Regions from separate parts of the Mus musculus genome. Here region 1 is linked to region 2. A link is a contact called in public HiChIP or PLAC-seq data. All regions are on one chromosome and are shown on one strand. The core of a region is the stretch at or near the end of the contact, and the rest is flanking DNA. Distances in the headings are between cores, read along the strand shown.

Region 1 (7,268 bases), core at 3,253-5,752, 150 kb before region 2:
AAAAAAAAAAAAAAAATCATGGGCTCTGAGTTAAGCAGCTTTGTTTTCTGGGTTTGGTGAATTCCCTTTGTATTGTTTAGAAAGCCTTTGGATGTAGCCCTGCCTAGCCTTGAACTTGTGACAGTTGTCTTTAGTCTGTTTAGGGCTGGGCTTACAGGTGGCCACTCCGTTGGCAGTTAGACTGGATCAGACTGCCGAGACTGAGTCCTGCCTGGCTGTATTATTGGATTTCGAGCTCCTTTACATTCATTTGGTATGTGTGTGATGTGGAGGTAGGGTGGGCAGGTCAGAGGTCAGCTCTCAGAGTGGATTCTCTTCCACCTTTACCATGGATTAGAACGGGTCAGACTCAGGCCACCATGACTGCACAGGTAAGTGCTTTGCTTACTGAGCCATCTTGCAGCTCCAGGGCCATTCTTTTTCATTTTGACATGGGTTTTTTTTTTTTTTTTTTTTTGGTTTTTCGAGACAGGGTTTCTCTGTAGCCCTGGCTGTCCTGGAACTCACTTTGTAGATCAGGCTGGTCTTGAACTCAGAAATCCGCCTGCCTCTGCCTCCCAAGTGCTGGGATTAAAGGGGTGTGCCACCACACCCAGCTCGACATGGGGTCTTCCTTTGTTGTCTAGGCAGGTCTTGAACTCCTGGGCTCAAGGTGTCCTCTTCTTGTCTCAACCTCCCCAGTAGCTGGGATCATGTGAGTGCCCCGCTCCTTCCAACCACTTAGGTCAATTTCTACTTTCTCAGAACCTCAGTTTTCCCATCTGGATATTACTTTGAATAGCAATTTTGACTTAAGAAACAAATGACCTCTGTACAATGCTTGATTCATTGCTATTAATCAAAGTAGTGGAAAGAACAATTTGTTTCTTGGAGCTAACCCAAGACCTTAGGCATGTGATACAAGGGCTGTGCATACCAGTCCAGCATGTCTGTGTTTGTGTGTGCTAGGGTTCTTTTTGCTTTTGAGACAGGGTCTTGCTATGCAACATAGTATAGAATTAAGAATCCTTTTGCCTCAGCCTCCCCACACCTGGCAAGCACTTTGGAGGCTGGGCATAGAGCTCAGTGGTGCAATGTATGCCTAGGACATGTGAAGCCTGAATCTGTCCCTCACAGTGTTGGCACTCCCACTCATCTCCAGGGTTGTACGCCCCACACATTCCCTTGTCTCCAGGGTTGCACGCCCCACACACTTGTCTCTAGGATTGCACACCCCACACACTCCCTTGTCTCCAGGGTTGCACACCCCACACACACCCTTTGTGAGGCAGGGTCTCACTATGTAGTCTAGTCACACATTTGCAGAGATTTGCCTCTGCATCCGGAGTGCTGAGAATAAAGGTGTGTACCATCTGGCTACCTGGACTTCCCTGGGGTGGGAGAGGGAAATAGGGTCTCTGGTAGCCCAGACTAGTTTTAAATCTACTGTGTGGTTGAAGTTGGCCTTGAGATCCTCTAACTCTTAAGTGTTGGGATTAAAGAAGTACCATCATGCCCAGCTTTTCACAATTTTTTGTAAGTTATATTTTTATTTTATGCATGTGTAGGTGCCTGCCTGTATGCATGTGCACCTCATGCATGCTTGGTGCTCAGGGAGATTAGGAAAGGCTGTCAGAACTTATAGAACTGCTGGAAACCAAACCCAGGTCCTCTGTAAGAGCAGCAAATGCTCTTAACCACTGAGCCATCTCTAGAGACCCTGACAGGACCTTTTATCTCTTTGGAAATTCAAGCATGGTGGTATATGTTCTAATGCTAGTTCAAGGCCATTCTGAGCTACATAACAAGTTTGAGGCTAGGCTACATGAGACCCTGTCTCAACCAACCAACCAACCAAACAAACAAGAAATACTCTCTACTATGGGGAGCTAAGGCAAGAAAATGGAAAACTTCAAGGCCAGCCTGGGCTCATAACAGCACAAATCTTGCCTCATTAAAACAAAACAAATCAACAAGAAGAAGAAAAAACAACTGTTACACTAATTGCTTATGCCAGCGCTGGAGAGGTGAGTCTGTCAAATTCTGAGGAGCCTTCTGAAGTTCTTTATGGACGATGAGAGCACCCTAGCAGGCAGGCATGGAAACTTGTTCAAACGGTCTGGGACATAATGGAGGGCAAGAGCTAACTCTGTCAGGTTATCCTAGGACCTCCGTATGCACCAACACTACACTGAATAAATGCAATATAAAATAGCCAGGTGAGGGGGTGGCTTTAAATCCCAGCACTTGGGAGGTAGGGGCAGGCTGATCTATGATGTATGTAAATTTAAGGCTAGTCTGGTCTACAGTGCTAGTTCTAAAACAGCCAGGGGCTACACAGATCCTGTCTCAAAACACCCCCCCCACCCCCCCCCCACACACAAAGTAAATAGGGCTGGAGAGCTTAGTGGTTAAGAGCACTGACTGCTCTTTCAGAGGTCCTGAGTTCAATTCCCAGAAACCACATGGTGGCTCACAACCATCTGCAATAGGGTCTGATGCCCTTTTCTGGTGTGTCTAAAGAAGAGAGCAATGGTGTACTCATATACATAAAATAATTTTTTTAAAAAGTAAAAGATAATAAAAATTGAAAAGGAAAAAAATCTTTTTGAGTTGTTCTGTGCAGTGGACTTGAGCGAAGAGGCTGGCTATGTCGCAATCCTAATTCCCGCCCAGAGGAAGGCACCGCCCCGTTGAGGGAGGGCAGCGGACGTGACGCAGAGCTCAGCAGGTCCTGCAGCCGGAGTGAAGTGCGGGCTCGGGCCCCATGTGCCTTCAGTCCCGGCCGGCCCAGGTCGCCGGCTTCTGCAGACACCAGGGGACCGCAGCGGCACTGCCGCGCCTGCGCCCTGGGCGGAGTCATGTCCGGTAACGGCGGCGCGGCCACAACCGCGGTGAGTTCTGAGCCGGTGACCGATGACCCGCACTTCTCGGGGCTTTCTGGGTGCAATGATTGGCCCCGGGTTGCCATGTTCTCGTCGTCTATTGGTCGGAATAGTTAGCTGTCATTTTCCCCCCCCCCCCAAGGTTTTTTTTAAAGGGCCAGTAACTAGGTTGCCCTAAGGCAGGGAAGGAGTGATCTCGAGCAGTGGGGGCGGGGTTGTGAGTGGAAAGGTGGTCCGCCCTGGGATTCCATCCCTGTAGGCTCTGGCTGGATCTCTGTTGTTCCCGGCCAGTAAAGGATTATACACAGACAAGATCCTTTTCACGAAGAAGGGGCTGAGGCAAATCCAGCTATCTCGGAATACGATCCACTTCATTCAGGGGAGAGCACACCCCACTTCTTAAAACTGTATACAAACATCTTGGAGGTTACACGCCTTCTCCCGTTCACCGTTATGAAGTCACCCAGCCTTAGCCACCCACAAAAGTCCTAGTAGAGACACACCTGAATTGCTATTGTGAGCGGGGGAACCCACCCCTGGGCCTTGTCATTTCTGGCCTGCCTGGAAAGTTCTGAACTTGTGGGCAGGCTGCCTGAGATAAGGCTGAGCTGGGAAGCCTGCTTATCTCCTGCCCAGGCAGTAAGCAGTAGTCTTGGCTATGAAAACATTTTTAGAGCACAGGGTTAGGGTAGGAAGGCCTGGATTTCAGCACCCACTTTCTGTCTGTTCATAGCTGTGAGATGTTTAGACAGTAATTTGACCACTCTGCATCTTTGCTTCTGTGACACGGGTGGAAGTACCTACCCTGTCTAACCTAGTAGGGTTGTTGCAAGGACAATATGCAGACACGGCTCAAATGCTGTTCTGGGTCAATTAATTAAAAAACAAATTGTTTGAACTTAGCAATTCCTTTCTATGGGCTCCCTGTTGTCCGAAATTTCTGTGTTATTTCAAGCCCAGCTAAATTGCAAAGGCTATCTCAGAGTCGTTTGTTGGAGGGATCTTCAGCAGTGGAGTAGACTGGAGTCCAAGAGCAAGTTTTCACCTTCAGTGACCAAGAACTTGAGTGTCTGGTTATAGAAGAACCTGTGAGATGAGGAACCTGGTGCAGGGAAGGGGGACAATCTGTACAGTGACTCCTGTCCCCTTTGTATCAGACTGCAGAACCCAGTTCTACCTGCTTGGCCCTAGACACCTTTATCCAAGGCGCCTTAACAAAAGAAAGAGGTGTGTCCTTTTGAGCTCTTGGCTCTGGCTTAAGACACCAGAGGAAGCCAGTAGGCAATGACTGTTAGGCAGTTTATTCTTGTAGTCTTCTGGGACTTCTTGAGGCATGAGGTGGCCTTTAATTTAACAAGCCCTTGATGGGATGATGTTCCCAAAGTCACCCAGCCAAGGGCATGAAAGGGCTGTACATTAGCTTGGTTGATTTCAGTCCTTGTTAGGAGTACATCCTGGTGGTACTAAGGGATGCTTAGTGACTCACCCAGGGCTTAGTGAGGCCTTCTCAAGTGCCTGAGTTGTTGTGGACAGTGAGCTTGTTCTCTAGCAATGGGAGGCTTCGGCTGTCCTGCCCCAGCTTCTGTAGGCCCCACCCTCCAGCAGGGCCCACCCTCACTGTGCCGAGGCTGATGGGCCTTATCATTTTGCCCACCTGGCTGTGTGCAGCCCTCCCACTCAGAACCTCCTTGGCCAGGCTGGGCTTTGGGGCTCAGTGTCCTGTTGCTGCTGCCACAACAGATCCTATTACAGCTTTTCCTCTGGTCTTGCTTCTCTGGATCCCGTAGGAGGGCAGAAGGTACCAAGGAAGATTCAAGGACCAGTCCTGGGAGTCTCTCCTTCCTAGCAGCCTCACCTGCCTAGGACCTGGGAGTCCTCTTTCCTAAGCCTGTGATCCTAGTTCTTTGAATGAGGAAAAGATCGTAACCTAGGGACTTTCTTCTGCAGGAAGAAAACGGCTCAAAGATGAGGGTGATTCGAGTGGGCACCCGTAAGAGCCAGGTGAGTACAGACATAGCGCGTTGTCTCAAGAATTGTAATGCTCACAGGGTCACTAGTGGGACCCAGAGACTCACAGGGTCACTAGTGGGACCCAAAGGCTAGCATTGAGCAAATAAGAGTGTGTGAGAGTCGATTTCATGGGGTACAGAAAAGAGAGTCTCTGGAGCAGGGAAATGATTGGGGTACAGAGAAGGGACTCTCAGGGCAGGCCTCATGTGAGAAGTCTAACCCCTTTCATTGCTTTCTTGGTCCATATGAGGGTCTGAGCCTGGGCCAGTGGCCAGGGGAGGTGAGAAACCATCTGACTCTCTTTCCCCAGCTGGCTCGCATACAGACCGACACTGTGGTGGCGATGCTGAAAGCCTTGTACCCTGGCATACAGTTTGAAATCAGTAAGTTTTCTTGAGAGGAGTGATTGGTAGTGAACGGGAAGCCAGTGAACCGGAGGACAGGGCATCTCTGGCTTTGCCTGTGGTCAAAGCCTGCCTTGTAAGACTATTCTGGCTGCTTGTGAAGGGAAAGAAAGATTGTCTCCTGTGCACATCTCCTCCAGCTGCCCGGGCTAGCCTGACATTTCATACTTTCTGCTTTGGGTTCTTTTATGAGTATGTCTGCTTTTTCTGTCGGTGTGTGTATCTGAGAGAGTAGGGGCTGGGTCTTCTATGCCTCAGACTCCACTGTGAATCCAGTCAAGGCCTGAACGAGGGGTGACTCAGTAGGTGTTAATGGGTATCTGATTGACTCTCTCCTCAGTTGCTATGTCCACCACGGGAGACAAGATTCTTGATACTGCACTCTCTAAGGTAACGCCAGTCCTTGTCCCCATTCTTCTTGTCCCTCTCCCACGTGTAAGGGGTTCACTCTGAGGCTCTCTCTTGCCTGGCAGATTGGAGAGAAGAGCCTGTTTACCAAGGAGCTAGAAAACGCCCTGGAAAAAAACGAGTGAGTGAGGATGGAGGAATGTGGTACCCCGAGCCTAGAACCCCAAAGTGGCTCCCCAATATTGGCAGGACTGTCGGGTTAGACTGTGGAGCTCACAGGCTTTCACAGAGGAGAGAGCCTTGCCTTGGAGTAGCCTAACTACCTGGGGAATCAGACTGTCTGGGGAAATGGGGTAGAGTAGTTGAGAAGAGACCAGGTCTTAGATCTTAAGATGCTATCTTCCTGAACGGTCAAGGATGCTGGGGTGGGTGGTGGAGGTAAGGTCACCTACTCAAAGCCTCTCTCTGTGTCCTCCCCATGTCGTCTCCAGAGTGGACCTGGTCGTTCACTCCCTGAAGGATGTGCCTACCATACTACCTCCTGGCTTTACTATTGGAGCCATCTGCAAGTAAGCGGGGAGGACATGCATGGGAGGGAGGGCCCTGGGCAGGATTAATCCTACTGTGGGAATCTTTGAGTTTTTTTTTTTGTTTTGTTTTGTTTTGTTTTTTTTTCCATTTGGAACTTGACCGCTTAGCCCTCTGTTTTGAAGGTTGTCAGACATAGTGTGGCAGGAAAGCCAATTGGTTGACTATTTAGAGTTTGTGGAGTTGGGCTCAGTGGCACGGACCTGAAATCCCAGCTACTGGGGAGGCTAAGACAGGATCAGAGATTCTGGGCCAGCCTGGGCTACAGAGGGATTTGAACCAGCCCGAGGAACTTAGATTGTGCCTTAGGGGCACCAGAAGGCTGGCTTACAGTGGCTTAGGTGGTAAAGGCATTTGCTGTCAAGCCAATGACCTGAGTTCAGTCCGTGGGGTGCACTTGGTGAAAGAAGAGGGTTGAATCCCACAAGTTGTCATCTGACTCATGCATACATGCTGTAGAATGTTTATGCTCCTCATCTCATCAATGAAAATGGAAACAATCAAGGAAATGAAATATAAAACCTGCTGGGTGGTGGTGGCGCACGCCTATAATCCCAGCACTTGGGAGGCAGCCAGAGGCAGGTGGATTTCTGAGTTCGAGGCCAGCCTGGTCTACAAAGTGAGTTCCAGGACTATACAGAGAAACCCAGTCTTAAAAACAAAACAAAACTAAACAAAAACAAACAAACAAACAAAAAAAAAACCAAAAAAAAAAAAAAAAAGAAAAAACAAAGAAAGAAATATAAAACCTTTCCAAAGAAAATAAAATGAATTTGGCCTGGTGGCTCATGCCTATAATCTCAGCATTCAGGGAGCTGAGGCAGGAGGGTTATTGTGAGTTAAAGGCTAGCCTGGGGTACAGAGAAAATTTTAGGTCAGCCTGGGCTAGAGTTAAGCCTTATCTCCAAATGCTAATACCTTTATTTCATCATTTGCTTTGCAGACGGGAAAACCCTTGTGATGCTGTTGTCTTTCACCCAAAGTTTATTGGAAAGACCCTGGAAACCTTGCCAGAGAAAAGGTGAGTGGGCCTAGTGTGCGGGGGAGAGAGGGC
Region 2 (6,557 bases), core at 1,095-3,594:
TTGCTGAGTTATAGAGCAACTAGTTTTTAACTTTTTGAGGAAGCTTCAGACTGTTTACACAGAGGCCTCTGTGGCACGCACTCTGCTAGCAGTGGACTAAGGTTCTGAGGGCTCACCAGCACTTGCTACCTGCAGCCATTCTCCAGGGTGGAAAACGGTATCTGGGGGTTTTCAAGACATTTCCATAGTGAGTCATCTTCTCATGGGCCTGCGGATCTCTGAAGAAAGACCTAGTCAAATCCTTTGCCTTTTTTTAAATTTAAAATTTAGTTTGCTTTTATTTATGTATATGTGCATATTATGTGTGCTGTGGAGGGAGTTGGGTTCTCTTGAGCTAGAGTTCTGAGGCATTGTGAGGCATCTTGATGTGGCTGACCAAACTCAGGTCCTCTGCATGAACAGGAAGTGCCATTAACCAAGGAGCTCACTCTCCGGCTCCCTGTTCTGTTGTTGTTGTCTTTTTTTTTTTTGAGACATCCTAGAACTAAATATGTAGATGATGGTGACTTTGAACTCTTGATCTTCCTGCTCTACCTCCTACCTCCCAAGTTGTACAGTTAGAGGCATGCACCACTCTTCCCCCAACCTCCCAAGTTACTGTCTTTTTGTTGTTTGCTTGTTTTGAGATGGGGTCTTCAATGTAGACCAAGCTGGCCTAAATGCTGGAATTAAAGGTGTAAGCCACCACATGCCTGACCTTAGCTCTTTGTTTTTATTGTTTTCAGTACTGGAAACTTCATGGTTTGTAGGCCTTCTGCTCATTTTAAAATTGTGTCCACCTTATCCTATTGAACTGTAACTATTCTTTACATAATCTGCCTACTGAACTAGCATCCTATTATCTATACTGGGAGAAGTGATTTGTAAGGTTTCACTCTCATTCTGTATGTCTTTTCACCTCAATACTATCTTCTGTGGTAACAAAATATTTAAGCTTTGATGGAGTCTAGTAGTACTTTTGTACTTTTAAGACTATGGCAAAGGCCAGACAAGTGTAGTGCTGCATGCTTACTGTCCAGCATTCTGGGAGCTGTAACAGGGGTATGACTATGAATTCAAAGCCAAACTGGACTTCGAGGACAGACTTTGCTACAGAGCCCTTGTCTCCAAACTCCCTTTCCTCCATATTACCTAATTCAAGGTTTCTCTGAGTAAAAGACCTGGCTGTCCTGGAACTGTATCTCATCTAGGCTGGCCGCAAACTCATAGAGATTCTCCTGACTCTGCCTTCTGAGTGCTGGGGTCAAGGGCTGTGTGTGGTGTTGTTTTCCCTTGTTTTTTCTTATTAGTTTTAGCTCTTGTGTTTGTTTGGTTATGAGTTCATATATTTATTGTAGGTTTTCCTTTATGAAGTAAAGGTCCAGATCCATTCCTGGCCTTTTCTGATGCTGGCTTCTTACCAAAGAACTTCCTTACTGCACTGGGTCAGCAGCACCCTTAGTTATAGTCTCAGCTTTGGTGAACTATAGAGTAATTGATTAGTCCTGAATAGAAGCTGAAAGGGGCTGGTTACAGAGTGGAACTGGATTTAAAAAATGGCTCATATTCATTATAGATTATACTTTTCTGTTAAGTTATTCTTACCTTTTTATGTTATCAAATTTTTAATTATCCTGTATAATTTAGGAAAATTCAGACTTGACTAAAAGCTCATCTGCTAAGTACTCAGTAGAAGACTAAGGTAGTGTTGAGTGCTTTGTGGTAGCACGTGTCCAGGAACAAGTTAGAGCAGGGTTGATAGAAGCTGGTTGACTGAAGAAGCAGCCTTTTCTTAATAATTTGCAAAGCAAGGTTTTGTTTTGTTTTTTTAAGACAGGGTCTTACTATATAGACCTTAGCTGGCCTGGAATTCACAGAGATCTGCCTGTTTCTGCCTCCTGAGCATTGAGATTAAACAAGTGTGCCACCACATCTGGCTCAAAGCACACTCTTGACATTTTCCTCCAAAGAATGGTGATACTCCACAAACTGGATCATGTTTGCACACCTATAGTCCTTTCTTAGAACATGTTTCTTCAGAACATGTGCTAAATGCTACCGATAGATAATGACAGCTATCTCAGTGTTTAAGAGTTAGCTTGGTGAGAAATGATTTCTAGTCTTACATGGAACATTTCTTGCATTTTGGAGAGGGTAGGAACATGTGGCTGTCTTTTCAGTCGCAGAGAGAGATGATCATGAGCGGCTGTTAGTGGAAGGAACAGAAGTGGGCAGAACCTGTTGTTTTAAAGGGAGCACACCAGGTCTGGTGGCTTGGACCAGTGTCTGAGTGGGATAAAGGCATAGAACAGTGGAAGCCACTGAGGTTTCAAACAAGGGCATAGCATGTGACCTTGTTGGTATTTTACAATGACGGTATCAGTTGCTGTCTGTAAGACAGATAAAGGTTTGTGGCTGTGGCAGTAATGGAAGTAGAGAAGGGAGGAGGAAGTTGAAAGAAAAACAGATAAGAAATGGATTAGAGCTAAAATTAGTAAGAATTGTTGACACATTGGGAAGTGGAGTGTAGAAAAAAATGATGGAAGAATTGAAAATGGCTTCTAGTTTCATTAACTCTGCTGACAATGCTATGTTGATTCTAGCAGAGAACTCAGGCTGTAAGTATAGGAAGAAGCAAAGAGTTTCATTTGGGGCATGTGTAAGTTTGATAAATTTGTTTGTTTGGCTTTTTTGAGACAGGGTCTCAATGTATGTAGCATTGGTTGGCCTGGAATTCACAGAGACCCACCTGCCTTCGCCTCCCAAGAGCTGGGCTTACACTATCACATCTGGCCAAGATTTGAAATTTTATGAGCCATTTAAAGAGAAGTTAAATAAACAATTGGCAATGTGATTAGGATTTGGGCTCAGAGGGACGACTTAGAATAAAGAAAGAAACTGGGTTCAGGGGTTTTTAGTCTTGAGAGCATCCGGGCGTGGTGGCGCACGCCTTTAATCCCAGTACTCGGGAGGCAGAGGCAGGCGGATTTCTGAGTTCCAAGGCCAACCTGGTCTACAGAGTGAGTTCCAGGACAGCCAGAGAAACCCTGTCTCGAAAAACAAAAACAAAAAAACAAAACAAACAAAAAAAAGTCGTGAGAGCAGTTTTATCTGAAAGAAGGGGCTGGAGAAGGGGCTCAGTTTGTCAAATTCAATCCCCACTATCTATGGAAAGGGCCATGGAAAAGTCCTAGGGCTGGGAGGTGTAGACATCCAGGGCCTAATGAGAGACTGTCTCAAAACATAAGATGGATGAGCTGGGCATCGTGTTGAGTGCCTTTAATCACAATACTCAGGAGGGAGAGGCTCTCTGTAACCTGGAGGCCAGTATGGGCTACACAGTGAGACCTTGTCTCCAAAAAAGGAAGGAGGGAAGGGAAGAGGAAAGGAGAAGGAAAAGGAAAGGAAGGGGGAGGTAAGGAAAAAGAAAGAAAGATGGACCCCAAGGAACAGCGCGGGATTTGAGGTTGATCACGCACAGGTTTAAAGCATTTATATGAACCTAGATTCCTAGAGAGTAACTTGGCCAGAAAGCTCATGAAAGATAGGTGTGTCAGCTGGTAGGGAAATGTAAATCAAAACCACAGTGAGGCACTACTTCACACCCACTAGGAAGTGTATCATCAGAAAAGGAAAGTAATAGATACTGCTGAGGAGGTAGAGAACTAGAATCATGCGTCATTAATGGATATGAAAAACTGCAACCATGTAGAAAAGTTTGGCATTTCTTCAAAACGTTCAACAGAATTAGCATATCATCTTCTAGCTTTCTAAGACATATATTTCTAGAACTGTAAGCAGGAACTTGATCAGATATTTGTATATCCATGTTCATTGCAGAAGTGTTCATGACAAGTAGACGTGGGATACACTCCACATTTATCAGCAGATAAATGGACAAACGAAATGTTGGTGTACAGTTGCAGTTGCCTGGTGTGTACCCAAGCTTCTGAATTCAGTAGGCATTCACCGAGATTCTGGAGCATAGCATTCACTGCAGGACTGCCATAGCTAAGTTAGGGAACGAGCTGAGGTGTCCAACAACAGGAAATAACAAAAGTGTGCCATTTGTACAGTGAAACCTTTTCAGCCATAAAGGAAAATGAAATTCTGTCATTTCAAGAAAAATGAATGCAAATGAAGGCAGTATTAGTCATAAGTGAGTTAAGCCAATCACAGAAAGCCATATGTATATCATTGTTTTCTCTTGTTTATGATTTCTAGATTTTTCTATAGTCAACATAAAGTCATGCACACAGATATTAAGTGACAAAGTAAAACTGTCTAGGGAAGTGGTGGGGACTAGTAGGGCTGAGAAAAAGGAGGGTGTGAGTATGGGGAGGGGATATGTTTAACATATTGTATAGAACTCTAGGAAAATTAAATTTGTATTATTCTGTATGCACACACACCTCAGCAGTTGGTTCTTTCCTACCTTGTGGGGTCCAGAAATCTGAGGTCAAACTCAGGTCTTGTGCACAGGCATCTCTGTCCAAGCCATCTCACTGGCCAGGTAAGTTTCAATACTCACCTGTAAGAAGGGGTAGAATGCACATACAAGCTACAGCACAGATTAATTGTGAAGACAGTTTGCTGATTGAAATAAGCCAGATCTAAAAGGACGTTTTATGATTTTACTTATGAGGTATTTAGACTGTGCAAATTTATAAAGACAGGTATAATAGAGTATTGGGAACTAAAAGGAGGGGAGAGGTGGTTACTGCTCAATGGTCATATAGCCAGAATAGATGAGTTCTAGAAATGGTAGCATTGAGGCACGTTCCTGAAATTCTGCTGTGCTGAGACAGGAATATCACTGCAGGTTCAAAGCCAGTGTGTGCTGCAAGGCTAGGGCCTATCTTAACAAACCAACTATTGCCATCATTGTAGCACCCACCTGCAGTCTCAGCTCTCAGGAAGACCAGAGACACTGAAGGTCATTCTCTACTGGATGGAAAGTTTTAGCCCGCCCTGGGATACATCATAACATGATGCTCTGTCTCAAAAAGATAAGAATGGGGTATATGGTCAAATGCATATATACAGGTGTAAAATGTATCAAGAGTAAGCACTATTGAAGAAAAAGGGAATGTAAATAAATCTGGAAATGGATAGTGGTTATGGTTATATGATATTGTTGATGTTGTGTGCTAGAAATGGCTTAAGTGATCTTAAGAAAAAAATGCCTTTTTAAAAAAGCTTGCATCACTGTTGCATTGCGTAAGTACTTTCCTAAGGTTGGCCATATTGCAACAGAACTTGGTGTTCTTCTCATTGTGTCACACAGAATGTCTAAAGAAACAAAGCACTTCACTGTGGATCTAACAGGAGTAATTATTAAAGACGTCTGCTTCAATAAAGGAGATTCAGAAAGTGTGTGTGTGTGTGTGTGTGTGTGTGTGTGTGTGTAATGTGTATGTGTGGGTACAAGTGCCGTGGCTCATGTAATTTGAGTAAGCTGTAGGCATTGAACTTGTGTTGTCAAGGTTTAAGACGAGTACCTTTAATCACTGAGCCATATTGTAAGACTCTGTTAAGGGAATTCTTAAAGTGCAAGCAAACAGTATTTGGTTTTACGAATACAGCTGTGCCAGGCGTGGTGGCGCACGCCTTTAATCCCAGTGCTCGGGAGGCAAAGGGCAGGCGGATTTCTGAGTTCGAGGCCAGCCTGGTCTACAGAGTGAGTTCCAGGACAGCCAGGGCTACACAGAGAAACCCTGTCTCGAAAAACAAACAAACAAACAAACAAAAAAGAATACAGCTGTATTTTGACTGCATAAATAGTTTGGTGTGTTGTCTTGATTGTGTCTGGAATCGGCAGTCTTGTCCACTGTTTCCTGGGCCATGAATGCGAATGTCACTAGAGTGGAAAAAGGCATGTTGTGTGTAACATTTTACGGAGGTAATTTTAGTATTTCAGACTGTCTGAAAGGGCCCTGAGAACTATTGTATTCATCTATTTCTAAATTAATTTATTATAAGTTTGCACATGTCATGACACACATGTGGAGGTGAGAAGGGCAGCACCGATCTGTCTCCTTAGCCCGAAGCATAGCTTTGTAATAATGTTAACATTCTGTGGGAGCTTCCTCGAGTGCTGTTGAGATGCCAGTTTCTGTCACACTTGGGAAAGCTCCTGTCACTGTTTCTGTCTCTCCCATTTCTCCTTCAGGAGACTGCTTAATGTTCCATTGGCCACTACGACTACATCGATCCCCTCCCCAGTATTTTAATTTAGAAAGTTTCTACTACTCTCTTCAGCTTATTGTTGTTTTCTACTAAAGCACTGGTTCCCAACCTGTGGGTCTCCGCCCTTTCACAAGGGTCACATATCAGATATTTACATTATGGATCATAACACTATCAAAATTACAATTATGAAGTAGCAAGAAAATAATCTTAAGGTTGGGAGTTTCCACAGCAGGATGAACTGTATTAAAGAGTCACAGCATTAAGGAGGTTGAGAACCACTGCTCTAAAGTATTTGCTATTAATCTGCCCATTTAAATTTTCATTTCTGAGACTGGAGAGATGGCTTAGTGGTTTAAGAAGACTGGCTGCTCTTTGAGAGAGCCAGG

What was found. HiChIP or PLAC-seq counts read pairs in DNA pulled down with a chosen protein or histone mark.
Region 1: an H3K27ac HiChIP or PLAC-seq map of the HPC-7 cell line shows a contact between it and region 2, with 5 times the contacts expected there. The contact joins the promoter of Hmbs here to the enhancer-like site in region 2. A contact is called at or near these places in 1 of 39 promoter capture datasets (neural stem cells), 1 of 484 Hi-C or Micro-C datasets (nephron progenitors), 5 of 115 datasets of contacts at active chromatin or transcription factors (the HPC-7 cell line, the SCID.adh cell line, embryonic stem cells and 1 more) and 3 of 9 other capture datasets (adipose tissue, liver and pancreatic islet).

What each region holds. Positions count from the first base shown.
Region 1 is chr9:44,339,615-44,346,882 of GRCm38.p6, reverse strand. Hmbs (hydroxymethylbilane synthase) reads left to right here and starts at 4,502. Exons shown (of 14, transcript NM_001110251.1): 1 at 4,502-4,662; 2 at 4,812-4,865; 3 at 5,185-5,257; 4 at 5,619-5,668; 5 at 5,752-5,807; 6 at 6,118-6,195; 7 at 7,158-7,235. The coding sequence starts at 4,830.
Region 2 is chr9:44,190,033-44,196,589 of GRCm38.p6, reverse strand. The region is part of intron 2 of Cbl (Casitas B-lineage lymphoma); the gene reads left to right. Among named protein-coding and RNA genes, the nearest start is that of Cbl, 41 kb to the left of the region's middle. Within about 2 kb of position 2,344, at least 26 of the 459 cell types and tissues checked have an H3K27ac peak or open chromatin away from gene starts, as enhancers often do. A contact at or near this core is called in the HPC-7 cell line, where this site is marked.